Linked DNA regions of Mus musculus: all the other regions are linked to region 1. The links are chromatin contacts, called in public HiChIP or PLAC-seq and promoter capture Hi-C maps. All regions are on one chromosome and are shown on one strand. Each heading gives the region's core, a stretch centred on a gene start, on an enhancer-like site or on the middle of the called end of the contact. The rest is flanking DNA. Distances are from core to core; before and after follow the strand shown.

Region 1 (3,124 bases), core at 35-2,534:
ATAAATAATTTTAAAAAACCCACAGCATCCTTCTAAAATCCCCCATATTCATTTCCTAATGCTTACTACAGTGTCTGGAGGACATTTAATTAGATTAGATTTTAGCATTAGTCAGAGAGTTTTAAAAAGCACATTCGAAAGTTGTTCACAGTCCTTCGGATTTATGAAGGGCCCCATTATTTCAGCTTTGTGCAAACCATTTTGAAGTGTGTACAAATCCTGTAGAAACATAGCCCATGCTGTGGGGTTTTACTGGGCTGGGCCAGGCATCCAGTTCTTTGACTTTAACAGCAGGGGGTGCACTGTCTTAGCCATTGTATTCAATGCAAGCAGACAATTACTGATCTCTAAAAATCTTGACCAATAAACAGCACGGAGATTTAGCCACATTTTTAAACATTCAGATTTAAAAAAAAAAACACACAAAACTTCAGTAAACCACTTATGCTTCATATTCCTTCTCTTCCCTCCCTCCCCACTTCAATATTTAAAAAAAGAAAAAAGGAAGAAAAGAAAAAAGAAAACAAAATAATAAACCGAACAACAAGAACAAAAACCAAGTTAGGTTTGAGTTTAGTCTTAGGGCCTTGCCAACGGCCCTGGGTGCGTGCACTCAGTCCCCACAAACGCAGTGTTCTGGTCAGTGCCTCCATCCTCTCAGGCTATGTCCTTTCCTGCTGTGAGAGTTCTCAACGCCTGCTGAAGGCACTTGGCTCCCAGTGGGACAGCTCAGGGCTGCAATGAGTTGCAAGTCTGTGTAGCTGGTGAGTTATGTATGTCCCTTTCCATCCTCGGGGTCCTGTCGGAGGAAGCTCTCAAGCCTTTTCGCGGGACACTGCCCGTGCCAGAGCTGGCAGGCTCACTGGGTCTTTAAAGGTCCATTGGTGGATACGCTCTTGCCCAGCCTGCTGTGCTCAGTGTACCTTGATGGAATATTTCCGCAGTTTGAGAAACTGAAGAAGCTTGTCTTTTGTCCTCTTCTTCAGGGCCATGAGGGCTCGAGTTTTCTCCTCCAAATCTTGGTCGATGGCAAAAATGATCTTGGCCCGCTCCTCTGCCTTCTTGTCTCCGGAGTTCCTGAAGAGCCTCTGCAGGGACTCCTGGTCTATGTTCTCAAAGATGTTGCCCACAGCTTTCTTGCGAGCGGCTGTGTCGAAGTGGTAGCCGTGGATGGACGGGCTTACTCGAAGAGACGAGGACATGCTGGTGGCTTGATGGCTTGGCTTGGCTTTCATCGATGTGGGTCTTCCACGGCTCAGCTTGGGCACTTCCAGGGGAGTCTGTTGTAAAAATCGTCCCAGGACGGCTATTTAAAGGGTGAACAAAGCTCGGGACTCAAATTACACTGGTGACGTCACATTGATCCCAGGGAGGAAAAAACCACAGAACATTAACAGTTGCCTTGCCAAAGATCTGGCTCCGGATGCTAGAATGCATTTCAAAGCTTGTTTAGAGATAGCTGGCTACAAGCTTGCCTCTTTACACCTCAGACGGCATTGTGCCTTACAAACTGGCTCTTCCTTCCAGAAGCCGAAATCAGGAGAGAGAGAGAAAAGAAAAGGCTCCAAATCTTTGCCTACGATTGAAACAAGGAGTTCTGCCAAGCTCAACAGAGTTTCAATTAGTACAAAAGTTTTAAAGTGTGGGCCAGACCCTGGCAGCCTAGGTCTGTGTGCCTTTTGCCTGTCCCTATCAGGGTGAGGGTGAGGAAGTCAGAAGAAAAAAAAAAATGCTTGGGAGGACAGGAAGTCTGACTCTGGAGCTAAAGTTTACTGACATGGCTCAGCCCGAAAGCACAAATCTCAAACTGTACCTGAGTGCTGTATGTAATTTCTGCTGGGAACTGCAATTTAAACAGTAATAGCGGCAGATGGTAGCTCCCCAGCTTGTGTAAGTATTGACAGCAACAACTATTCAAAAGCAAGGAGCAAAGGTTAATGGTGGTGCTGTGGGTACTTAATGCCCACAAGGAATGAGCTGATCTTTTGTTTTGAGGGCTACTTTGGAGTCACTCAGCATTATCAGAATGCTGCTATCTTCATTACACGCTTTTAATCTATTACTTTTGCTATCCACAAGACTCAGATACGTACAGCTGTTCTATGCTAAATGTCACCTTCCTCTGACCTAGAGATTCCTCTTTATGATTCAAATCTCTACTCTCCTTTCTGGTCCTCCAAGAAACTAGAATGGACTTTTAATGTTATTTCACTTATAGTCAAGAAAATCACACACCTATAACCCCATCTGTCTTAGAAGGCTGAGGCAGGCTAGCAAGCTGCAGGACAGACTGAACTACACAGGAATGAATGCCCTGTCTCAGAATTAAATTAAATGAATAAAATAGAAATAAAATCATTTATTTTACCTTAATAAAGTTTATGTCTCACTAGGAGAAAGGAGTGAGACATTTTTGCATATGTCAAAACCTTTTGCATTTTTCAAAACCTTTTGTTTTGAAGGCTACTTTGGAATCACTCAGCATAATCAGAATGATGCTATCTTCAACTTTTAATTTATTACTTGAAGATATGACTATTATGTGAAATTACAGTGTCTTCCTATTACCTGAAAGAAATGTTCACTGTGGATAAGTATGCGCCAGAGTTGCTCAAGCACATAACGGGCAGGGAACTTCTACAAAATCCCAGGAGATGTCCAAGCCAGAGGGCCCCAGCTCAACTGTCACCCTCATCACCGACGACTGTAGTGGCCGTCACCCAGGAGATACAGATAGCTCAGGGGAGGGGCAAGTTAGTTGGGAGACCTTCAATATGAGCTGGTAAGATCCTAGCTGTTCTAGCAATGGGGGGTCTAGTGCACTTGTGAGCATCTGTGGTGTTGGCTGAGATCATCTTCTTCCAATGCCTATTTCCTACCCTTTGCGGGCAGGGATGCTTTCTGAAGATTCACCTCCTCCCAAGCTGAGCCCGTTCAACTCTGTCCTCTCACCAGAGCTGAGACCGCTTATCCTGCATTCTCTACCCTGGCAACACTCTCTACCCAGCACCCAGGGCATTGTTCTTGGGGCCACCCCAATAACTTTTTGAATTTAAAAAAAAATTTAAAGAATGACTTATTTTATGCATATGAATACACTGTAGCTGTCTTCAGACACACCAGA
Region 2 (3,259 bases), core at 260-2,759, 1.6 Mb before region 1:
AGGAGGGCTACTCAGATCTGAAAGCAGGGAATGAGGTTTGGAGACAGGACATGAGGTGAGGTGTAAACTTATTTCTCAGACGCTTACAAATGCTTATTCACTATAAGCGCTGTTTTGAGCCCTTGGCATCATGTTGGTTAGATGCTGGGATGCCAAATGGCACTGTCGAAGAACATTAACCTGGGAATATACTAAAAGCATTACGACTACACCTGAACTGTAAAGTGAATAAAGCACAAAACCAACAAAGTAATATCAAAGTTATGGCAGCGACTAGCAGGTGTTTTTTTCCTTTTTGGTAAAGCTATGATAAAATGAGGTGGCGGGGGGTTAACAGTCTAGGAAGGGGACATAAACCAAGTGCAAGGGTAGCAGCAATACAAGTCTCAAGCTGTTGAGCTTTAACGTCTTTCCAGGGAAGGGGTATGTGTGTGTGGGACTCAATCTCAAGAGTTTCTAGTGGACCAAAGACAAAGAAACAGGTAGCCAGTAGCGGAGAGGCTTGCCCTAGCCAAGAGTCTCTGCGGTTCAGCCATCAAACTGCACAGGGTAGGAAAAGAAGAGAAAGACCCAGGTTCCACAAGCAACCGTGCCATAATAGCTGTGTGACCTTGTCCAAGTCCTAGAAACCGAGCTCGGTGGGTGGTGTTTCTTATAAACATGTTTCCAAGGTTTAGTGACTTGCGGGCAGGGGGGTCAGTCAAGTGCCCTAGGTGGGCATCTTGTTGGCTGACAAGGAGTGTCCAACTTCGTGCCCTCTCCCCTTTCTAGCCAGACTATTCTTTGAACCACGGGGGGATGAGCAGCTGGAGTGCAGAGTGAGCAGAAAGGCGAAGGCAAAAGAAGGAACTCCTGCCACCCGCGTTCCCCCGCCCAGCCACGGAGCTCCCGAAGCCACTGTGTGTGTGTGTGTGTGTGTGTGTCCCCGACCCTGCAAGGCAGCCGCGGGTGCACGCCCCCGGGCGCTAACAAGGGCCTGGGAACCCGGGCGGACGCCGCGCGCCGGGAGCTCCGAGCTTCCTAGCTCCGAGGTTTCGGCGTCGCGCCGAAGCCGCCCCACCCAAGCGCCCGCCCGCCCGCCCGCCCGCCCGCCCGCCCGCTCCAAGTTTCCCGGGCTGTATAATCCGGGTGCACCTTCCGCCTGTGGCCTCGCCATTCTGCCCGATCGCTGCGCGTGAGAAAGGAGGAGGGGACGCCCCCAGCTGTTGGCCTCCAGCCCGGCCAACTCCCGCTTCCACCCGGGCTTCGGCCTTTTGTACCCGCCCCACGTGACCCGCCCAGCGGCTCCCTCCACCCCGCCCCCCGTGGCCCCGCCCTCCGGCCCTTCCCGGCGACGAGCCGGCTCTTCCAGCTACCGGCCGCCCCCCTCCCGCGCTCCTCCGCTCCCTCCCTCCCGCCCGCCCGCGCAGGCTGTTCCCGCTCCCTCCCCAGGCAGCCGTTCCCTCGCGACGCTCCCCTCCCCCCGCGGCTGTTCCGCCGCTTGGCCTCCCCTCCCCCCAGTCGGAGCTCACTGTCTCCAAGATGGCGGCCGTGTCAGTTTGGGGCATCTCCGCGGTCCGGCCCGGGCCCCCGGGATCCCGGCTGTCTTCCCCCCAGGTAAGGAGCCGAGGGGCCGCCCCCGGTCGCTCCCAGCTGCCGAGCCCGAGGCTAGGCCGCCCCGGAGTCTGCTTCGGCGCCTCGCGGGGACGGCGGGCCGCTTGCAGGCCCCGCCGCGGCCTGCGCCGCCTCCCCGCTGCTCTGCGCCAGGCCTCGGGCTGGGCGCCGCGGCCGCCCCCTCGCGTCCGACTCCGCGGCCCGGCCCGCGCCCGCCCTCCGGGCTCGCGCCGACGGGCCCGCCGCCGCCGCCGCCCTAGCTCCGCCGGCGGCCCACTCCGGGAGCCGGGGCTCCCTGGCGCCGAGCAGCCAGGCCGCGGAGCCTGGGGCTGCTGTGCGGGCTCGCCCGCTCTCCCTCGGGGGCGCGCCCGCCGTCCGTCCGCCCGCCCGCCCGCCGCTCCCGCCGCTCCCGGCGCCGGGCGGGCGCGCACTCCGGGCTGTGCGGAGTGCGCGGAGATCCGAGCGGGGTTGAGCGGTGCAGGGTGACAGCCTGGTGGGTGCAGTGGTCTGGAGCAGGCAGCACGTGTGGTGTTGTGTCTGTCGGACTGTCAGCCCCTAGCCGGGACGGGTGGCGGCGGGCTTGCCTGTCAAGAGCTCCGCGACTTTGGGCCGGACCTGCCCTACCTGTCAGGCTCCGTCACAGCCGGTGTCCCCCTTGCTGCTCTTCTGAGCCGACCCCTTGGAGCGAAGAGCTCGGAGGAGCTGGGGCTAGAGCTTACTATGCTCCTAACTCCACGTGATTTCATTGTTAACTTACTCTCCGGGCTGTGTTTCCATAGAATGGGACCGGCGAAGCGGTCCGCTGGCAAACTGCGGGGCTCTGCCGCTTCAAGTTTTTTTTAAAGTTCCTTGGGCTTTAAATCGAGGGCGCGCGCAGATGTGTTTTGGGTTGGGAGAGAGAGCGGGAAGGGCTTTGCGAGCCCGGCTGGTCTTTCTTTCTAGCTCGCGAGTGTACTTTCTGAGAGTTAGGGTTCAGATCTTCAGAGCGTTGGTTTGTGCAGACTCGCAGATTGGGGAAACTTCCGGCCGGAAAGACAATGTGTGACTGTCATTCATTCTTTTTCACCTGAAAACTCAGCCACATAGGGTGTTCCCACCTTCTTAGGTCTTAGTCCTGGTTACTTTAAAGTTAGTGTCTATATCAGAAACATCCCTTGGGTAATAATTCTGATGTTTGTCCTCGTAAAACCTCCACTAATATGAAGCACCCCTCCTGGGGAGGGGGGTACTTCTTTTAGTTAGCTAATTTTGAAATACATTTTGGCCCCGGGTGCTAATGCTTTTTTTCTTACTAGTACTATTTCATTCCTCATGTATTAGTCTCCCGTTTGCCTGCACACTGTTGGGAATAGTTGCTGAAGGGGTGCCCCCGCCCCTTTTTTGCTGTGTTTATATTGTACACGTGCTCCAAAACATGAGAAGTTCAAAGTTACACTTAGTTTTGGAGGAACAAGTTCAGAGGTAGTAGTATATTTGTTTTTGTTTTATTGACTAATGTACATTCTGAGATAGCAATCTCAAATTTACATTTTTATCAGATCATAGGCAGTTACTTGTTTTCTGTATTGTACGATTTTACATGTATCTGCATTTGATCCAAATGATTCTAGGCCTTTCTTATTTCTAGTTTATCTGTAGATTATGTTTGACAGTTGTCATTTCCTTC
Region 3 (3,426 bases), core at 499-2,998, 1.1 Mb before region 1:
GGGCAGATAAAATGTCACAGCCACATGAGACATGCTGTGGAATTCTGTCTTCTGGATAGGACGTGGCCGCTGTGCTAATGGACTGACTGAGGCTATGTTTACCTGTCTACGATCAAGCCAGGAAGATTAATCAAACATTACATTCCTCTGCACTCAGTGGGTTACAGACACCATAAAAAGACATTAAGGTGGGAGGGACAGCAGTGTGAAATATTGCATAAAATGATCAAGATACATGGTATTCTTGTATGGATTTGCCAAAAAATAAGAAAAAGATGCTCTGCAAAAGACTCCTTGTTTAGAGAAATGGCTCAGTGGATAAGAGCCTTTGCTACATTTGCAAAGGACCTGGGGTCAATTTCCAGCACTTATGTGGCAAATCACACCCACCTATAACTCCAGTTTCCTCTTCTAGATACCATGGGTACCAGGCACACGTGTGGTATGGCATATATATGCATGCCAAACATTCAAACACATAAAATAAAAATAAATTTTTAAAAAAGATTTATTTATTTATCTCGTGTATGTGAGTACACTGTAGCTGTCTTCAGACATACCAGAAGAGGGCATCAGATACCCATTACAGATGGTTGTGAGCCACCATGTAGTTGCTGGGAATTGAACCCAGGACCTCTGGAAGAGCAGTCAGTGCTCTTAACTGCTGAGCCATATCTCCAGCCCCCAAAATAAATATTTTTAAAAGATTTATTTACTTATTATATATAAGTACACTGTAGCTGTCTTCAGACACATCAGAAGAGGGCACTGGATCCCATTATAAATGGTTGTGAGCCACCACGTGGTTGCTGGGAATTGAACTCAAAACCTCTGGAAGAGCAGCCAGAGCTCTTAACCCCTGAGCCATCTCTTCAACCCAAAATAAAAAATTTTTAAACAAATGTTCCTGTAAGATTTTTGGGAGGATAAATGGTAAAATTTCCAGGACAAGTCTTTAGTGTTGTCTAATCCTCCCTGATTAGCACATTCTGAGAGCACATTTTTTTATTCTTAAAGGGAACATCTTGCACTTGGCCTAAACCTGTCCCAGACCTTCTGTATCCCATGGAAAAGGTCTTTGTGTCTCCTCTGCTTTCAAGGAGGCCAGCTTTTATTCACTGTCCCTTTTACAGATCTTCAATCCCTCGGTGTACCAGGGATCACTTTGCAAATGTGATCATTAAAGAGCAATAGACTGCTGCTAGCCAGGAGAACGAAGGAGCTGAGCAGCATGGCCAGTTCCAAGGGAAGGAAATTTTACCTTTTACTCTGTTTTCTCCTCCCCCTGTCAAGACACCAATCCAAGCTGAAGTCAGCAGGCTCTAGCACTCCACAACCAAGGCTAAAAAAGACCTGATGCACAGGCTTGAACAAACAAGCTTACAGGCTATAGAAACTTCTGGGTTTCCCTTCTCCACATGATTGGATGAAGCCTGAGGGGATCTCAAAGGATCCTCACGCCTCCCCAGGCACCTGAAGCCAGAGCCTGGCCATTGAGACCACATGCCCAACCCGGTTTTGCCCAGCTTGTGGAGGGATTGGCATTCCAGCTAAGGCTCCTGGGTTAGCCACACCACAGTTTTGAGAAAGGAAGGTTTAAAAGAAGTGACCCCACCCTTTCCACCTCCCCACCCCCCATGAGACCATTTCCCCCTCTCCTCAACCCCACTTCAAGTCGCCAGATAACAGGAGCTGGAGAGGGCCGTGTCAAACTTCCCTGAGGCATCTGTTGTGCTCTCAAAATAATTTAGTTTCAAAGCTGAGCCCAGATGGACCGCATTTCCCTGACTTTTAGCTCGTTCCAATGTGCAGACAGTTAAGATCATAATGTTAACATTTTCTCTGTTTTATGTGCATATAAAATATTCCCAAAGAATGTGCCTTTGAATGCAAAGTTTGATCCAATTACAATTTTATAGTTTATAAAAACATAAAAAGTCTGTTTTCTGGGTGTTTGAGACCCCGAGGCCTTTACAGTCAACTTGGAAGCTTGCAGGGAGCCGTAATTGCCAGCCTGTCAAAGAGGACCCCGTGGAACTTAGAATGATGAGCCCGTGAGGGAAGCATGAGAACATTCCACGGTCTCCCGGGAGTGAAGGAGATACCGGTGCGGGGAATTGGAAACAATCCTGTGGTCTTGGATCAGATTGAAAATGATTGTTGCACTGTTTTTCTAAAGGGGGGTGGGAATAGAATAGAGAAAGGAATCTTGTAAACTTAATTTCTGTGGTCTAGAAGACACAAGGTAGCTCAGGCAGTTTTTCCGTTCATGAGACAGAGGAATGAATGGGTCTTCAGCCAAGACGTCAGACGTGCCTCTCTCCAGGGAAAACGGCAGAGAGTTCCTGGAAATGGAGGTGGGACTTTTTCCAATCACTTTCATTGTATCTCACAGATAACTTCAGCAGGGTGGGCATTGGTGCTTTCTTCGCACAAAGCCAACAAGGTTAGGGCCTGAGATCTTTTCCAGGTTTAGAATGCTAACGCCGAGCACGGAGGACAAGCCGTTGGGACACATGGACGGCTGTCGGCAGCACGTTTGGGGGTGGGGGGTGGGGAGGGTAAATGTTTATGAAGTGAAAGGAAGTCTGGAATAGAGTCCAGATTGGAGGACTTGCTTCTGCAAAAGCAAGGTGGCATGACCAGCCTGCCGCTGAATAGATCACATCTATGTGTGTGTATGAGTGGTTCGTTGAGCTAACACCCTGTCCCATGTAGAGATGTTGATGCGGTGTTTCTCTCGTTGGCTGGGAACAGTGAGCGGGTATACAGGATTGTTTTGTAAAGTCAATGTGGAATGGGTTTCCTTCCAGGGACTGTCCACCTCCAGCAGCTTTCCTGTGACATCCACATGCCGGAGGAGCAGAGCATTGTCCCCTTGCACTCACATCAGGCAGGTCCCCTAGCTCCGGAAATGTGTGATCATCTGGTGGTGATTGTTTTCATGGTACCGATTCTAGGCTACATCATTAATTAGGGGAATTCTGGCTCTCAGAACTACAGGAAAAATACAGTTCACCTTGTTACTTAATACAGGAAACATGTGAGACTCAAATAGGTCAAGGGATTTGGAGAAAATCACACAGGTTCTTGGATCAGGCCTCCTGATACTGTAATACAATCCTAGATCTATTCCATACCTTGTATGAGGAGACCCAAGAGCCTGAAGACAAATGTAGAAGGTGTCTGTGTCCATACGGCTTTCTCAGGGCTGCTGTCGCAAATGAACCTCATGACTTAAGAGGGCTGACATGTATGGGGCTATCAGCTGTGGCAGTTAGAAATCTGGAATCAAAGTGTCACAAGGCCACCCCGTCCTCCTTAAGACTCTGGGGAAGAGTCCTCCAGTTATCTCTTCTAGCAAATAGGGCCTTCAGAATTCCAGAAGAAGGTATCTGCCTATTTCTGCTTACTCTGTGTACTCTC
Region 4 (3,540 bases), core at 232-2,731, 1.7 Mb before region 1:
GCGTTCTATTTAGACCTTAACCTAATTTTAGGATCATGGAGATGGACTTGGTGGGGGGGGATCTGTCTGTCCTTCTTCCTAATGTGACCTCAGTGAATGAATCCCTTGCTTTCCACTATTAATTTGCCTATTTTAATTGGCTTATTGAGGACTCAGCTTAGGGCACAGGCCATGACCCCCAAGTTTGATAGTCACACATCACGTCTGATACTCAAGTATCCTGAGGTTAGTAAGTACTCTTTAGCGGAAACATCACAAGTACTGTGTGCTCCTGAGGCACTGTGATGAACTCATTACCCAAATCGGATAAAATAAGTCTCCCACAGTAAACAGCCGAGCTAGAGAGAGTCCTGCCAAGAATCTCAGCGTACTTACTGCCAGCCCCCTCCCCCAAATTTTTTTTGGAAGAACACAAACTTTTAACATGAGCAACGCACATCAGACACATAAGGACTAAAATAATAGGAATAAAAATTAGATCCAAAAATGAAATCAGTCCACATCACTCAGCATTATATGGCGGCACATGGAAAAGAAAGAAAGAAAGAAAGAAAGAAAGAAAGAAAGAAAGAGAGAAAGAAAGAGAAGAGAAAAACCTTGGGGTTATCAACTACCTAAAATATTTTAAATAAAGTTATTTAAAATGTTTTTTATTGCTCTCATCTTTTTAACACTGCCTGTATTCTACAACATTTATCACAATGTAATGTATTACGTGCTAGTCTAAATATTAGTAGAAATATAATTTCAAAATACTTGGAATGACAGCTTACTCCCTCATGTGTCCTTCTAAGTGGCATGGTTATTAAGGTTTTTTAAAAAGAGTCAGTTTAGCAGCTCACAGATCCCCTTTGCAGTCCTTTTTCTTACGCTCCCATTGGACAACGCCAAGGTTAGGCAGGGATCCACCCATTCACACCGGGCCAGGTCAGAAGAGGCGCCAAGAAAGCTCACCCACCTTCCTGGTGCCAGAGCCCTACCTGATTGTGCCACCGGATGACGTTTCCAAATCCCCCGGTCCCCAGGCGTTCTTTCATTTCCCAGGCTCCACATGTCTGGGTTGGGAGGGACGGTGACCAGCTCATATCGATGCCCTGCTAACTCTAGAAGCAAGCAGGGAGAGAGGACAAGTTGAGAGTAAGAAGAACACTGGAGCTCAAGAAGCAACTGGGAGCAGCAGTGGCTGCTGCCCTGCAAGGGGAGGCTAGGACACCGGTGTAGTTAACAAATAAAAGTTGCGGCGGCCGGGCCCACCGGTGGGTCCGCTCAGCATCGGGCGCGGCGCAGCCACGGACCCCGGGGAGAGGCGGAGCGCACACCCGGGTGAGCCGGTCCACGCGCCGCGAGCCGCCCTCGCGTGGGACTCACCTGCCCCGGGGGCCGCGGGGCCGCCAGCGACACCCGCTGAGGACATGAAAACTCGGGGTCCCCACGCAGCCAGCCCAGCGCCACTTCCTCAAACACTTCCTGCCCTGACGTCACGGGTACTAGACGGCTCTTAAAGGGGACGCGCGAGCCACTGGCTCTCGGAGACGCAGCCACAGCCAGCCAAGGTGCTGGACCTGGCGGCGCAGGACCTGGCGGCTTGGAGAGCTCTTCTTCACCCTGGCACTTTTTAGGCTGAGCTTGATCCGACTGGCTAGGCAGTTAATAAGGGGAGAATCTGCCGAGCCCCGACTAGTGCTGACTTAGAGGCTGTCCTAAGAATTGCCTCCCTGTCCTCCCACCGCTCCTGGTTCAGTATTAAGAATAATCAACCATCCTGATGCTCCTCAGAAAGTAACACACCACCATCCCCCTCAAAGAGGAAGGGAGGAGAGGGAAGAGTACAGAGACAAAACAAAAAACTAGCACTGTCTATCAAAAATGGAGTTTGAGCACTGGGAGCATAAAGAAATTACTAGTTATTAGGTCAAGAGGCTGGGTATTGTCTTCTCCACCAGGACACCCCACACGCCTACCAGCATCCACCCCTGCCTCTAACAAGCCAGGTTCAGCCGCTCACCTCCCATAGCCTAATTCACGATACAATTACCAATGGAAAGGAGAAAAAGAGGTTTATTCAATGTGACTACATTGGGGAAAGACAGCGATCTAATCTCTCTCACCCATACCTCTGCCGATCCAAGTCTAATTTTGGGGTCCTGCCATGAGGTTTGGGTTTAAGTGGAAGGCAAGTGGTATACATAACTAAGTAGTCATGCTCAATATATGTTCTGGTCCACCATCGTTGTCTAGGCTCCAGTTTCTCCTATGATGTGGCGTTTGTCAGACGGTGTGAAATCTCTGCTCCTCTGAAGGTGGCACAGTGGCTCCAGGCTTCTGACATTTACTGGCTTTTTAGATCCGAACCCAGCAGCGGACAGCGACCAGCAAGGCTAACAAAGTCTCCCTGGATTGAAAGCCAAAGATCTTTGTGGGATAACCTGGGGACTCTAAGCGTTTGAACTCAAGAATAGAGCAAATAAAGAACTTCTCACTCTTTTATTATTAAAGCAAGCAAAACATGAGATGATGTTTACAGAGAGCTTAAGCAAATACAAGAACAGCAAGTGAAAAAACACTTGGTATTATGTCTTATCATCCTTGCACCTGTGGGAAAAAGCCAAGAATATTCCTCCCAGGACCCCACCCTTCCCACAGAGAGAACGTGGACATCCCAAGCCATACCCTTCATGTCGCCCCTTTTGAGAGCATCCACTTTTTATGGGGTTTGCAATTATTTCTAGAAGGCCACTTGTGGAAGAACATTCTGCACTCTGCCCCAACCACAGCTCACGGGACAGTCACAGCTTTCTTACACGGGTTCCCACGTGGCCTCAGATGATGTTCCTGGGGGAGATTACAGTTTCTCGGGGTCTGTTATGTCGGCAGTTTAAAAGTCAGAAAGAGGAGCTCAGGAGACTCTTTAGCCTCCATTCCAGTCAGGACAACTGCAATAACCTTGTAGTTATTTCACTTCCTATTTTGAGGTAAAAGATTCCTGTACTTGACACAAATACAAGTGGAAGTGGGAATCAAGGGTACACTGTATCATCCAAAGAAACAGCTCTCACCTCCTCAAAGGAATAAAAAGATCATAGTTTATTCTGAAGCATGTATGAATATAATGTTCCAACATGGAAGAAGTTTTAAGACGTTGTACAGTTTTAAGGACTAAATCAAGGTAAGTTTGAAATGCATCAATGGAGACCTCAGAGAGATGATTATAGCAAGATGGGGGAAGCTAGTCTGTGAATCATCAGATGTTCTCGGATGACACTCTTAGCTTTGGGTTGAGTGTTTGGAAGGTGTTAGCCCACCAAGTTAATAGATTTCAAAAGCTGGGTTTTCGTTTTAATCTCTTAGCCACAGAACGTCAGCTCTGACACAGAGGTGGGGTAGCAATGGGTGTTCCAGATGAGGTAATTAGCCTCTGTAACATTCCAATCCTTCCACAGTGCTGCAGACGGAACCAGCCTCTGTAAACATGCCCTCTTGTAAGGAGGTCTCATTCACAACTGCGTTTAGTTAGTGACAGGTTGCCACACAGAAGAGCCA
Region 5 (3,229 bases), core at 602-3,101, 1.2 Mb after region 1:
AGAAAGGAAGGAAGGAAGGAAGGAAGGAAGGAAGGAAGGAAGAAAAAAGAAAGAGAAAGAAAAAAGAAAGAGAGAAGGGGAGATTTTTGTTGTTGTTCTTGGCTAAAGGATGGCCTTTTCCCATTCTTTAATGCAATTTTTAAACATATCAAAATATAGCCTATAAATGGACAAAAGGAAAAATATACAATGAATGTGGCAAGTGGTGAGTGTTCAGTTAATCTTCTGAATGCACAAGTGAGATGACAAGGGACCTTAGACTGGAACATGTCCTGGGCTAAGCTTGTTTAAGAGCCATTTTACTTTTCCTTACACCTGAGGTCCTCGTGTAATCTTCATCAATAACAGAAATGCCACTCTAAAACTGTCTCATCTATTTTCCTCTATCATGTATTTCCAAAATTACTCAGCTTACATTCTAAAGCAGTTCAAATTAAAATATGTTCTTCCTTGAAATGTATTGAAAACTCAGCAAGGTTTTCTGTACTAAGCCAATCTTTTTGTTTTGTTGGTTACTTCCTTTATTTATTTATGTATATTTTTGAGACGGTCTTGATATGTAGCCCAGGCTGGCCTTGAACTCAGAGACCAGCCTGCCTCTGTCTCCTGAGTGCTGGGACTAAACGCATTTGTCACCACGTCTTTTACAACACATGTTTTTCATATAGATGCATGAGTTTATATACATTTTTTTTTGTGGGAAACTCCAAGCCTTACCTTGTCCAGAAAATAGCTAAGAATGAATTATAACTGTAGAAGGCCATGTTTATTTTTTTTGTTTCAACTAACCAACACAGAGACCTAGGCAAAAGAAGCAAACAATTTAGTATTTTAAAAAGGAATCAATTAAACATGAGAATTTAGGTGGTTTTTTTTTTTTTTTAAGAAAAACTAAGGCAAAGAGAGAGATTTGCATATTCAAGGTGTAAAATTTCCTTCAAGTTCATTTACAAAAGCCTCAGTATTTTCTTAGCTCTGGATTTGAAAATGGTACTTTTTCGATCCAAACACACAGAAATGGGTTCTAAGAAGATGATCCTGAAGACGATGTGGCCTCCAAAGGCTTTTTTTTTTTTAATTTTTTAAATTTCTGGTCAATAGTGTCTAATAATCTGCTGCGACGGTTAAAAGGAGAAAGACATCTTTATCTGTAACCAGAAAATACAAGTAGAAAGTAAGCACCCTGGATTCATTTACCACCAACCCAAAAGTCTAAAAGTTCTCACTAATTTCATGTGGGAACAGCGAAGACATAATGGTATCTACTAAAGGCTCAAGCGCAGATGCAGAATCTCCAGAGTCCGAACTAAGCTCTGTACCTTTAACTAAAACCGTTCTCCACCCCGAGCCGCTTCTCAGCTACTGGCATAACACTGCGATCTCGCAATCGTGCCGGAAGGAGGTTCCCCAGGCCCTCAACCCCACCCTATGGAAACCTCAGCTAAAAAGTAAACATCGCGAACCGGGCACAGCACCTCGGAAACCAGCCCCACCGCGGACAGCGCTCCTCCGGAGGGAGGCCGGGCCTGTTGCGGAGGCTCCCCAGCCCTTGGCCCCGGGGCTACGGGCCACTCCCAGGCAGTCTGCCCGGCGTTTCGGGGGAACCCCACGCCCAGCGCTGCGGGGTTACCTCTGCACCCCGCGCTCGCCGCACCGGTGCAAAAGGCGCCCTCGGCTCTCGGCCGGTAGTCTCCGCGGAAAGTGGGGAGGACTGCGGTGGGTCTGGGGATTGTTGGAGTGGGGTCAGGTACACCGTAGGGGAGAATGTCCAAAGTTTAGGGGAGAGATCGGGGTTGACGGGAGACGCCGAGGGAGCCCTTGTCCGCTGCGAGGTGACTAAGGCCCCAACCCTACCTTCCCAATTCCTCCCCGCCCCCACGCTAAAGGGGCCGGAAGCCCAGTCTCCATGGTTCCACCTCCTGCGCCTCGCCCTGTGACGTCACTCCGAGTGACGCCACTACCATCCAATGAGCTCTCAAATCCTGGGACTGGCTCGCGTCCTTCACGGCAGCCGCGCGGAAGGCAACAAGGTCCCCCGCACGAGCCCGCGAAGTCACTTCTGGGTCGGAGTTAGTTGAGGCAGCGTCTGTACTACAGGACCAAAGCTGCGTCCCCCCCCCCCCCCTGCCTGCCCACATTCTGTAGTCTAGCCAACTCCTCGAGAACTCCTTGAATGGAGGCCCTACCAGAGTAAGGTCTGATAGTAGCCTTTGTAACCCAAATTGGAGTCACTGATGACATCACTTTGATGATTCCGTTCCTCACCCTTTAGTCTCCGAAACTGCCTAGAGGTCTTGGGTTGGCGAAGGAGGTTGTGAGGTCCTGGTGGCAGAGGGGCAGCACTGAGAAAAAAAAAAAAAAAAAAAAAAAAAACCTTTCTTCTGCGGGGTCGAAGGCTGGAATGCTTCTGAAATCTTCATACGGAATTTGATTTTTCTCTTTAAAAAATGGTTTCATGTTGTCGCTTATCATTAGTTGTGTAGAAATCTCAACATTCAAAAATATATTCTAGAGTACTTGTTAAATAAGATAGGCATTGTGGGTTTGAGGACGTTTACGTTCCTAGGGCGGGCAACTAGCCATCTTGGGAAAGTTAAAGTTCTGAAAGCATTCTTGTTCCTATTTATCTGTTTTTTTTTTTTTCAATTTCTTTTTATTTTGCGGGGTTCTTATGTAACACGGGCTGGGCTGGAACTCAATAGGTAGTAGCAGAAAGTGGTCTTGAACCCTTGAACCACCTGCCTGCCTCCCCAGTGCTTAGTTACAAGTGTGTACCACTGCAGCCATCTTTGACTCTATATTTTAGTTTGCTTGCTTATTTATTTATTTAGAGACAGGGTTTCACGATGTAGGCCTGGCTGGCCCAGAACTCGTTATGTAGACCAGGCTTGCCTTGAACTCACAGAGATTCATTTGCCTGGTCCTCTAAATTGCTCAGATTTAAATGTGTGCACCACCATGCCTGGCTCGAGCTTTCTTCAACTTTTCTGAGAACTCTGATGATAAAATTATGAGCTGTACAAAATAGAATAAGTTTTGAGGGCTGGGCATGGTAGTGCATGCCTTTTATGCCAGTACTTAATAGACAAGACTGGCAGATCTGTGTGAGCTCAAGGTCACTCTGGTCTACAAAGTGAGTTCCAAGACAGCCAGGGCTACACAGTGGGATCCTGTTTCAAAAGAACTAAAAAAGAAAAGAAAAAAAGAAATGGAGGCCGTTTTTAATCCT
Region 6 (3,607 bases), core at 290-2,789, 1.2 Mb before region 1:
TCTCTCCCTCTCCCCTCTCTCAATGTATGTATGTATGTATGTATGCACATATGTATTCACGCAGTCATCTCTGTTCCTCTAGAGATCCCTGACTAACCCAGTCCGTATACACGTGCCACAGAGCACACAAGTGGAGGTCAGAGGACGACCACCTTCAGGGAGTCTCTCTCTCTCTGTTCACCATATGGGTTAGGGGACAGGTTATCTGGCTTGGCAGCAAACACCTTTACCCACTGAGACATCTGGTTGGCTGTCCATATTCAGGAAAGGATATACAAGTCTTCTAGGCTTTCTGCCTCCCCTAAAATTATCCAAGATGAATTAAGCACTTAAGGGGAGCCCTAGATTTGCAGCTCTGACTTCTGTTTTAAAAATGGCCATTTCTAGGGGCAGGAGAGGTGACCCAGTGCTTAAAGTACCTGACACACACGCACCAGGACCAGAATTCGGATCCCCAGAGCCCACGTGAGTGCCAGGTAGACATGGTGGCCCCTCTGAAACGTCAGCCTCAGATGTCAGGGATAGGATCTAGCCACATACTGGCTAGAAAGAGCAGGTGGACATCAAGCTCTGGTCTGACTGAGAGCCCCTGCTTCAATAAGTAAGGTAGAAGAGCAACTGAGAAAGATGAGTGTCACCAGCTTCAGGCCCCACACACACTCGTGTACCCACACAGTCAAACATCAGCTCTACATTCTTTTTTTCTTTGTTGTTTTTGTTTTTTCGAGACAAGGTTTCTCTGTGTACCTCTGGCTGTCCTGGAACTCACTCTGTAGACCAGACTGGCCTCAAACTCAGAAATCCACCTGCCTCTGCCTCCCAAGTGCTGGAACTAAAGGCGTGCGCCACCGCTGCCCAGCTTCAGCTCTACATTCTTGACATACTCCCAGCATGAGTCTACAGCAGCACCACTCCCGGCAGCCCACAGGTGGAAACAGCTCCTCAGTGGATGGATGCATACGCAATTCACCGTGCAGGCCCCACACAGAACACAGAAGTGCACGGATAATGGTTGCCATGCAGACAGGCGATGACAGCACCAAGTCAGAGAGGCCAGAGAGAAGCGTGCATGGATTGTGTATGACTCCATCCACACAAAACACTAGTTCAGACCGGTTTTGAACTAGAAATCCTCCCCAACAGTGGGACTGTAAGAGCTTCTTTTCAAGTGGTAACAAGTAGCTCTACGAGAGGCAAGAGGCGGCGGCTGTGCAACCTGAGCAAACTCAACCCACCCGGCTGGGTTTATATTCTGCTTATTTGGCCTCAATTATTTAAAAATACTTTTTAACTATGTGTGTGTGTGCATATCTGTGTCTGTGCACACAGGTGCAGGTCCCACAGAGGCCTGAAGTGACCGACAGTTATGAGTCACGGCTGTGAGTGTTGGATTTACATGTGGGTCCTCAGCAAGAAGCAGGACATGCTCTTAACCCCTGTACTCTCTCTCCAGCCCCACCTTATTCTTGTAAGGACAGTAAATACCACAGAGTTCAAAGGAGCTAAAGGAAAATGGAAACAATAAAGACTGCCGAGTGCTTGAATCCTTGGCTTGAAGCAGCAAACCAAACCACAAAAGCCTGTAAGATACCACATGAGTAAGTGCATCATATTATCATGGTATTACTCAAAGGTTGCAGTTTCAGCTGTGGAAAAGAATTCCTGAGAATTTGGTAACTATTTAAAACAGATCCTGCAACTAAAGTAGCTAGCAACTCTTTGTCTAAATATTAGTCCTGTGGCACAGATCAACTTCTAGGAGATATTGCTTCTCATCTGCTTCCATTTAACACAACCAGTTCTCTTCAGCTGTACGTTAAGTTCTGACATAGCCTCTATTTTTTTGGAAAATAATTCAAATGCTCTTTTTTTCTGTGCATTCTTTTTTTTTTTTTTCCTTTTTTCTTTTTTCCTTGAGACAGGGTTTCTCTGTGTAGCCCTGGCTGTCCTGGAACTCACTTTGTAGAACAGGCTGGCCTTGAACTCAAATCCTCCTGCCTCTGCCTCCCAAGTGCTGGGATTAAAGGCGTGTGCCACCACTGCCCGGGCTCTGTGCATTCTTTTTGCATGAATGTAAGACTCTACCTCAGATTACAGTGAGAGAGGAAAAATGAGCCCATAAGCAGCCTTATGTCCTACTACCTGTTCTGCATGTGGCAATGTCCAGTGTCTAAGCCCCACTCTGTGACACAGAAGGTAAAAGAACCATTCTTTCTGCTAATGTCCTTCTCTTCCCAGTGAGGAAACATATCACAGAAGTACAACTTACCGCAAAGATCTTTAGCAGTGTTTTCATGTAGAGCTTTCGGATACCAAAGGACACTCCAAAGATGGCAGGGACGATGATGAAAACAAGCAGCAGGGTGAAGAGGACGGTCAGGGAGATACCCAGGAGGTTGACAATCAAGCTATCAAAAGGTAGCAACAGGAACATGGTGGAGGACGCACGTCAGGCTGGTGCCCTCTTTTCCACACACAAACACGTCCTTCAGATGGTCCCTTCAGATAGCACAAGCCTTGGAAAGGCAGCCAGTCCCTCACGGGTGACAAACTCCATCTCAAAGTTCATGTCATCCAACTGCCTGAATAGAGCTCTGGCGCAGAACTGCAGAAGGGTCACAGGAGCACCCCAGAAATGCCAGGTCTCCCGGGCACAGATGACAATCTGTGGTGAGTAGGCTGGAACAGCACCTGAGTCCTGAGTGTCCGGGCAAGCGAGCGGCAAGGGGCAGCTTTCTGTTCAGCTATGTGGCTGCTTCCAAGGTTTTACTTTCCTCCTGCCCCAAAGCATTCAGCGGGTAAATTTGTCCTAAAGATCTGTATTGTCAGAAGTACCAAGAAGAGTTCGCCTTGGTGCCAGAAGAATCCTGAAACTCCAGTAGACAAGGGTAGCTGCTGGCACTTCACACCCAAGGCTGCCAAACGTCAGTATGTAGAAATTAAGTAACGTTTACTTAAAATTCCTTCATAAGCTAAAACTGAGTTCACTGTAAAGAGTTCATAGCTGGTCCCATGCTCCCTTGAGGGGGCTCCTGATGCTGGCTGACCCAGGACCCTCCTACCCAGAGAGCCCCAGCCTTTGCCAGTAGCACACAGAGGCTGGCACAGAACGTCTCATGCTGCCTGTACTGAGCACTGTTCCAAACACGCCTGGCATTGGTGTCCTCCGATATTCTTCTCCCTTAAGGCAGCCTTCTCAGCGGTGACCTGGGTTCTTGGCAAAAGGCTGTTTACATGCTGCCAGAGCTGGGGGTGGAAACAGAAACACCATTAGTCACACAAAGCAAGAGAAGCATTAATGTGCTTCCTTCCATATGTGTGACAAGGGACAGCTGGGAGCCCACAGGTTGCTTCTCTATCATCAAGGTAAAAAGGCAGCAGGCAAGCAGATACAGCGTGGGGGAAAACGGACATTCCAGTATTCCACAATGAGTGAAGCTGGCCGTGCATGCCAACTTTCTGATGATGAACATTTTGAAAGGTAAGGGTACAATATGAAATGTCAATGCCCTAACTTGTCCCATAGTTACCCAGAGTTCTTTATAACAGATGTACTGCAGGACTAACTTTGTACTCTTCCTAGTATAATTCTTGCTGACACAGGACA
Region 7 (3,614 bases), core at 557-3,056, 2.0 Mb before region 1:
TGGTAAAACCTAAGTGACTGGAGATGGTACCGAGAGCACAGACCATAAAGTGTTAACAGTCATAGCCCTCAGAACTACGAGTTAACCAATCAGGAAAGAATCAGTGATCAATAAGGCAGGGGCCACTAGGATCCGGAGTGAGTGCCAATTATTTACCTGACAAATTAACACAATGTTTCCTAATGCCTAGTGGATCTGAACCCGGTTAATTTCTTGCGAAGGTTTTCGACACAACCCTGTCCACCTGCCATGGTGTGAATAATATACTTCTACCCAGAGATTGATGGCTTCCTACTATATTACACTTTAATCATACTTAGAAAAAGCTTTTCTAACCATTGCTGACCCAGGATGGCAAAACAGATTCTATAAAACCATCCATAGTATGCAATAACACCGCTGCTCCACAGGTCCTGGGTGGATGAGTTTCCTTAGACCCACAGTTTAAAGGGTCTGCACTGAAGCTAGGCCTCTCCTGCTAGTCCTGACACCATCAAGGCCACGCTTTGGAAGAGTCAGGAATGGAGAGTTCAGAGTCCACAGTGCAGACATGGAGGTACTTTAACCACGCCTCCCACGCACTTTGTGTAACCTAACCAAGTGTGAGGATATGCGCCTTTCCCCTTCAGTCTAAAGTAAAATGTCCAGGGGTTGGTTCATTTCAGGCAAGTTAATGCTCTAGTAGATTGATGCTGAGAGTGACATTCTGGGCTCTTATGGGAAAACTGACATCTTCCCTCAGCTGTCCGGTGATGTAATGTTTAAACTATTATTGCATTAGAAAGATGCTAGCTAGATGGAGCTGATTTAAGCTGCAGGTTAAACACGCATATTAAGAGATCATGACATCAAAAAACGCATCCATCGGGATTTAGTTTAAGGCTGACCTCCTTTTGGGTGACAAAATCCTTTTCAGGTAATCATGAGACATTATCCTAAGTTTTAAAGTTTGTCCACTCCGTTCTAGAACCTGCCACCTCGCTTGGAATGCTATTTTCTGCCTCTCACGTGGGACTTTTGTTACTCTCTCACGGAAATTCAGACTACACATAATTTCTAACAACGGAACCCAAACACCATGAGGGGAAGATTCATTCTCCTGACTCTCTGAAGCACTGCGACGTTTGAGGTCCTAAAACAGACGGGAACAAGGTCACAGGCTTTCACCCCATCCTAGAGGACGGAGCATAGCTGAGGCCTGTGGACTGCGCAGTACACGTTCGAGTAATTTTTTTTTTCTTTTTGCACCCATCCTGCTTTGACGCACTGCAACTCAATAACAGGTGACAGTGGTGGCTCTGAGATCCCAAGGCCACAGGGACCCGGGGAACGGGAGGCGCAGAGGTGGCACACAGATCTGACGCCCAAACCTGGCCTCCTCCAGCCGCCGCCCCCCTCCCCCGAGCCTGTGCAATCTGTTCCAGGTGACATACAGGACAGTCCTCCCGCGACGGGACGCCGCACGCTCCCGCCGGCGTCTCTGCGGGCTCCGGGGACCCTAGGCACGCTGCAGCCGCCCCGCTCACTCCGCCCGCAGAGACACCCAGGTCGGGATCTGACCCGCAGCAGCTCGCAGCCCGCGGCTGGGCCCGGACTGGACGGGACGGGGCGGGGCCGGGACGGGGGCGGGGCGGTGACGCAGCCGCGCGCGGGCGGGCGAGCGAGCGGGAGAGCGGGCGGGCGGGCGCTCGGCGGCTGCTGAGGTGCGGAGGCCGCCGCGCCGAGCCGCTCCGCTCCGCTCGGGCTGTTCCGGGAGTCGGGCGGGGAGCGCGGGCCGAGACCCAGCGGACCGGACGACCTCGCCTTCGTCACTTCCTGCCGGCCCGCGGTTTCCGGAGGGAACGAGAAGCCAGGTTTTGTTATTGGTTTTTCTTCCTTCCCTCTGTGCGGGATCGGAGCCCGACGCCGCGGCGGCACCGCGTGCCGCGTGTGGCGGGAGCCGAGCGCAGCGCGGTGCAGCGCGGCGGTGCGTCTCTCCGCGCGCCGCGGCCCGGGTCGGCGCGGGCGGGAAGCGGCGGGCTCAGGCCGGAGGGCGCCGAGGCTCCTCCGCGGTGGGGCGGTCTCGGGGTGTCTGCGCGTGCTCCCGGGACGAAGCTGGCTGGCTGGGTTCTCGGTCTCCTCATCTTCCCGGCTGTGAGGCCGAGGCGACTGCTCTCTCGCATCTTTGCTTGAATGGCTAGGGTGTTTTTAAAAGAAAAAGAACAAAAAAGAAAAACACCATTTGCGTGGGGGGACTTGAATAAGGTTACGTTTTCCAGGGTGAGGCAGGTGGTGATCGTTAATGAGTGAGTGCAGTTTCGCCATTAAACCGATCAGTCGGTCCCCCCAGGTTAGTGCGGCCATGCAAATAAAGCGGCCCATTGTCCACGTGCTTAAGGGCTTAGCAATTCCAGCAGGGCAAGTTCTCCGGGATCATCTGACTTCTTGTTACCATTCTTGCTCGCAGTGTAGCGGTTCTCTTGAGTTGGCGTGCAGAGATAAGAGCAAATAATTAGACTGTAACTTTTCACAAGTTGTCTTGCCTATTACAAACTCACCTTCCCTTAGGATCAGTAACATGTTTTTGTAGTATCAGTGTATGTGCGTTTACGTATATTATACACACAATCATTTATATAATTTTTAAACCATTTAGTTTGAGTTTAAAGTTAGAGAATTAGAAAGAGTAGTACACGTGGTGTTTGCTGCCTGTTTGCCGGGACAGTGCCAGATGTTCATAGATGTTTTATATCAGTTCATTCTCAAGGGGAACTTCTTACATAGGCGTAGATTGTTCAGTTTCTCAATACTTAAGTTTGATTAGCTCGCACCACTATGTAGAACGTTGGCTTTAAATAGTTGTTTCTCTTCTGAAAATAAGGGTGCTGATCACAGAATAACTTAGCAAATTAGTGTGGCTTTAGAAAGAAGTTCATAGAAGTGTGTTTAGTCCATTTGGGTGTATAAGAGTTTTAAAAGCCTTGTGGCTCTTTTCTTACTCCTAAGTGCCCATTATATAACATGGTCAGAAGTTGATCTAGATAGGGTGGGCACCAGGCAAAGGTACAGAGCCGTTACTCAAATTTGGGGTCCTTTGTATTTCTTACTACACTTCCTAACTGAAGGCAAACAAACATGTGAAATGATTTTTTTAACACCAAACTAAGAAAATTAAACAAAAACAAGCTGTAGGCTGTTAGATTTTTTTATTTTGCTTGACTGCCCCCCCCCCCTTTTCTCTTTTAGGTAGGGTCTCACTGTGTATCTCTGACTGGCCTGGATTTATGTAGATCAGGATATATCTCTGAACTCAAGAGACCTGCCTGCCTCTGCTTCCTGAGTGCTGGGATCAAAAGTGTCCCCTCCTACACTCAGCTAGGAGTTTTGGGGTTTCGCTGAGCATTTGAATATTAAGAATGTTAGATTTTTCTGTATTGTGCATACTTGTGCCTAACTTTTAAATTAGGATTTAAGTATTTTAAACACATATTCACTTATTATATCCAGTGTAAGATTAAACTATAAAAACACCATTTAAGGTTTAGGTAGCCATAACAGTTCAAAAGCTGATTTGTGAGGGTGATGGTAGAGAGTAGAAGTGGCTGGAAAGTTTTGACAGACTCGGGAAGGAGCTT

Evidence for each region. Promoter capture Hi-C pulls out the DNA fragments that hold promoters and counts their contacts. HiChIP or PLAC-seq counts read pairs in DNA pulled down with a chosen protein or histone mark.
Region 2: a contact with region 1 is called in an H3K27ac HiChIP or PLAC-seq map of trophoblast stem cells, with 5 times the contacts expected there. The contact joins the promoter of Kat6a here to the promoter of Tcim in region 1. A contact is called at or near these places in 3 of 39 promoter capture datasets (hippocampal neurons and liver) and 1 of 115 datasets of contacts at active chromatin or transcription factors (trophoblast stem cells).
Region 3: a promoter capture Hi-C map of hippocampal neurons shows a contact between it and region 1, with 6 times the contacts expected there. The contact joins the enhancer-like site here to the promoter of Tcim in region 1. A contact is called at or near these places in 13 of 39 promoter capture datasets (the 3T3-L1 cell line, 3T3-L1-derived adipocytes, the C10 cell line and 8 more), 4 of 115 datasets of contacts at active chromatin or transcription factors (astrocytes, differentiating embryonic stem cells, embryonic stem cells and 1 more) and 1 of 9 other capture datasets (embryonic stem cells).
Region 4: a promoter capture Hi-C map of liver shows a contact between it and region 1, with 5 times the contacts expected there. The contact joins the promoter of Ikbkb here to the promoter of Tcim in region 1. A contact is called at or near these places in 2 of 39 promoter capture datasets (liver and stem cell-derived epiblast-like cells).
Region 5: a promoter capture Hi-C map of liver shows a contact between it and region 1, with 2.8 times the contacts expected there. The contact joins the promoter of Letm2 here to the promoter of Tcim in region 1. A contact is called at or near these places in 4 of 39 promoter capture datasets (embryonic stem cells, hippocampal neurons and liver) and 1 of 115 datasets of contacts at active chromatin or transcription factors (pancreatic cancer cells).
Region 6: an H3K27ac HiChIP or PLAC-seq map of trophoblast stem cells shows a contact between it and region 1, with 5 times the contacts expected there. The contact joins the enhancer-like site here to the promoter of Tcim in region 1. A contact is called at or near these places in 3 of 39 promoter capture datasets (embryonic stem cells, hippocampal neurons and liver) and 3 of 115 datasets of contacts at active chromatin or transcription factors (embryonic stem cells, pancreatic cancer cells and trophoblast stem cells).
Region 7: a promoter capture Hi-C map of liver shows a contact between it and region 1, with 5 times the contacts expected there. The contact joins the promoter of Smim19 here to the promoter of Tcim in region 1. A contact is called at or near these places in 2 of 39 promoter capture datasets (both in liver).

Annotation. Positions count from the first base shown.
Region 1 is chr8:24,437,662-24,440,785 of GRCm38.p6, forward strand. Tcim (transcriptional and immune response regulator) reads right to left here and starts at 1,285. Exons shown (of 1, transcript NM_026931.3): 1 at 1-1,285. The coding sequence starts at 1,235. The coding sequence ends at 915.
Region 2 is chr8:22,858,037-22,861,295 of GRCm38.p6, forward strand. It overlaps Kat6a (K(lysine) acetyltransferase 6A), which reads left to right and starts at 1,510. Exons shown (of 18, transcript NM_001081149.2): 1 at 1,510-1,596. Gm46036 (a long non-coding RNA gene) reads right to left here and starts at 2,403. Exons shown (of 3, transcript XR_001778526.2): 1 at 2,218-2,403.
Region 3 is chr8:23,312,718-23,316,143 of GRCm38.p6, forward strand. No RefSeq gene overlaps it. Among named protein-coding and RNA genes, the nearest start is that of Gm24335, 24 kb to the left of the region's middle. Within about 2 kb of position 1,749, at least 9 of the 459 cell types and tissues checked have an H3K27ac peak or open chromatin away from gene starts, as enhancers often do. A contact at or near this core is called in hippocampal neurons, where this site is marked.
Region 4 is chr8:22,705,102-22,708,641 of GRCm38.p6, forward strand. Ikbkb (inhibitor of kappaB kinase beta) reads right to left here and starts at 1,482. Exons shown (of 22, transcript NM_001159774.1): 1 at 1,369-1,482; 2 at 981-1,103. The coding sequence starts at 1,085.
Region 5 is chr8:25,595,645-25,598,873 of GRCm38.p6, forward strand. Letm2 (leucine zipper-EF-hand containing transmembrane protein 2) reads right to left here and starts at 1,852. Exons shown (of 11, transcript NM_001364069.1): 1 at 1,631-1,852; 2 at 718-801. The coding sequence starts at 764. It overlaps D830025C05Rik (a long non-coding RNA gene), which reads left to right and starts at 839. Exons shown (of 1, transcript XR_003947362.1): 1 at 839-3,229.
Region 6 is chr8:23,188,447-23,192,053 of GRCm38.p6, forward strand. It overlaps Gpat4 (glycerol-3-phosphate acyltransferase 4), which reads right to left. Exons shown (of 13, transcript NM_018743.4): 2 at 2,270-3,246. The coding sequence starts at 2,434. Among named protein-coding and RNA genes, the nearest start is that of Gpat4, 18 kb to the right of the region's middle. Within about 2 kb of position 1,540, at least 31 of the 459 cell types and tissues checked have an H3K27ac peak or open chromatin away from gene starts, as enhancers often do. A contact at or near this core is called in embryonic stem cells, pancreatic cancer cells and trophoblast stem cells, where this site is marked.
Region 7 is chr8:22,475,073-22,478,686 of GRCm38.p6, forward strand. It overlaps Smim19 (small integral membrane protein 19), which reads right to left and starts at 1,807. Exons shown (of 4, transcript NM_001146117.1): 1 at 1,434-1,807. Slc20a2 (solute carrier family 20, member 2) reads left to right here and starts at 1,628. Exons shown (of 11, transcript NM_011394.3): 1 at 1,628-1,853.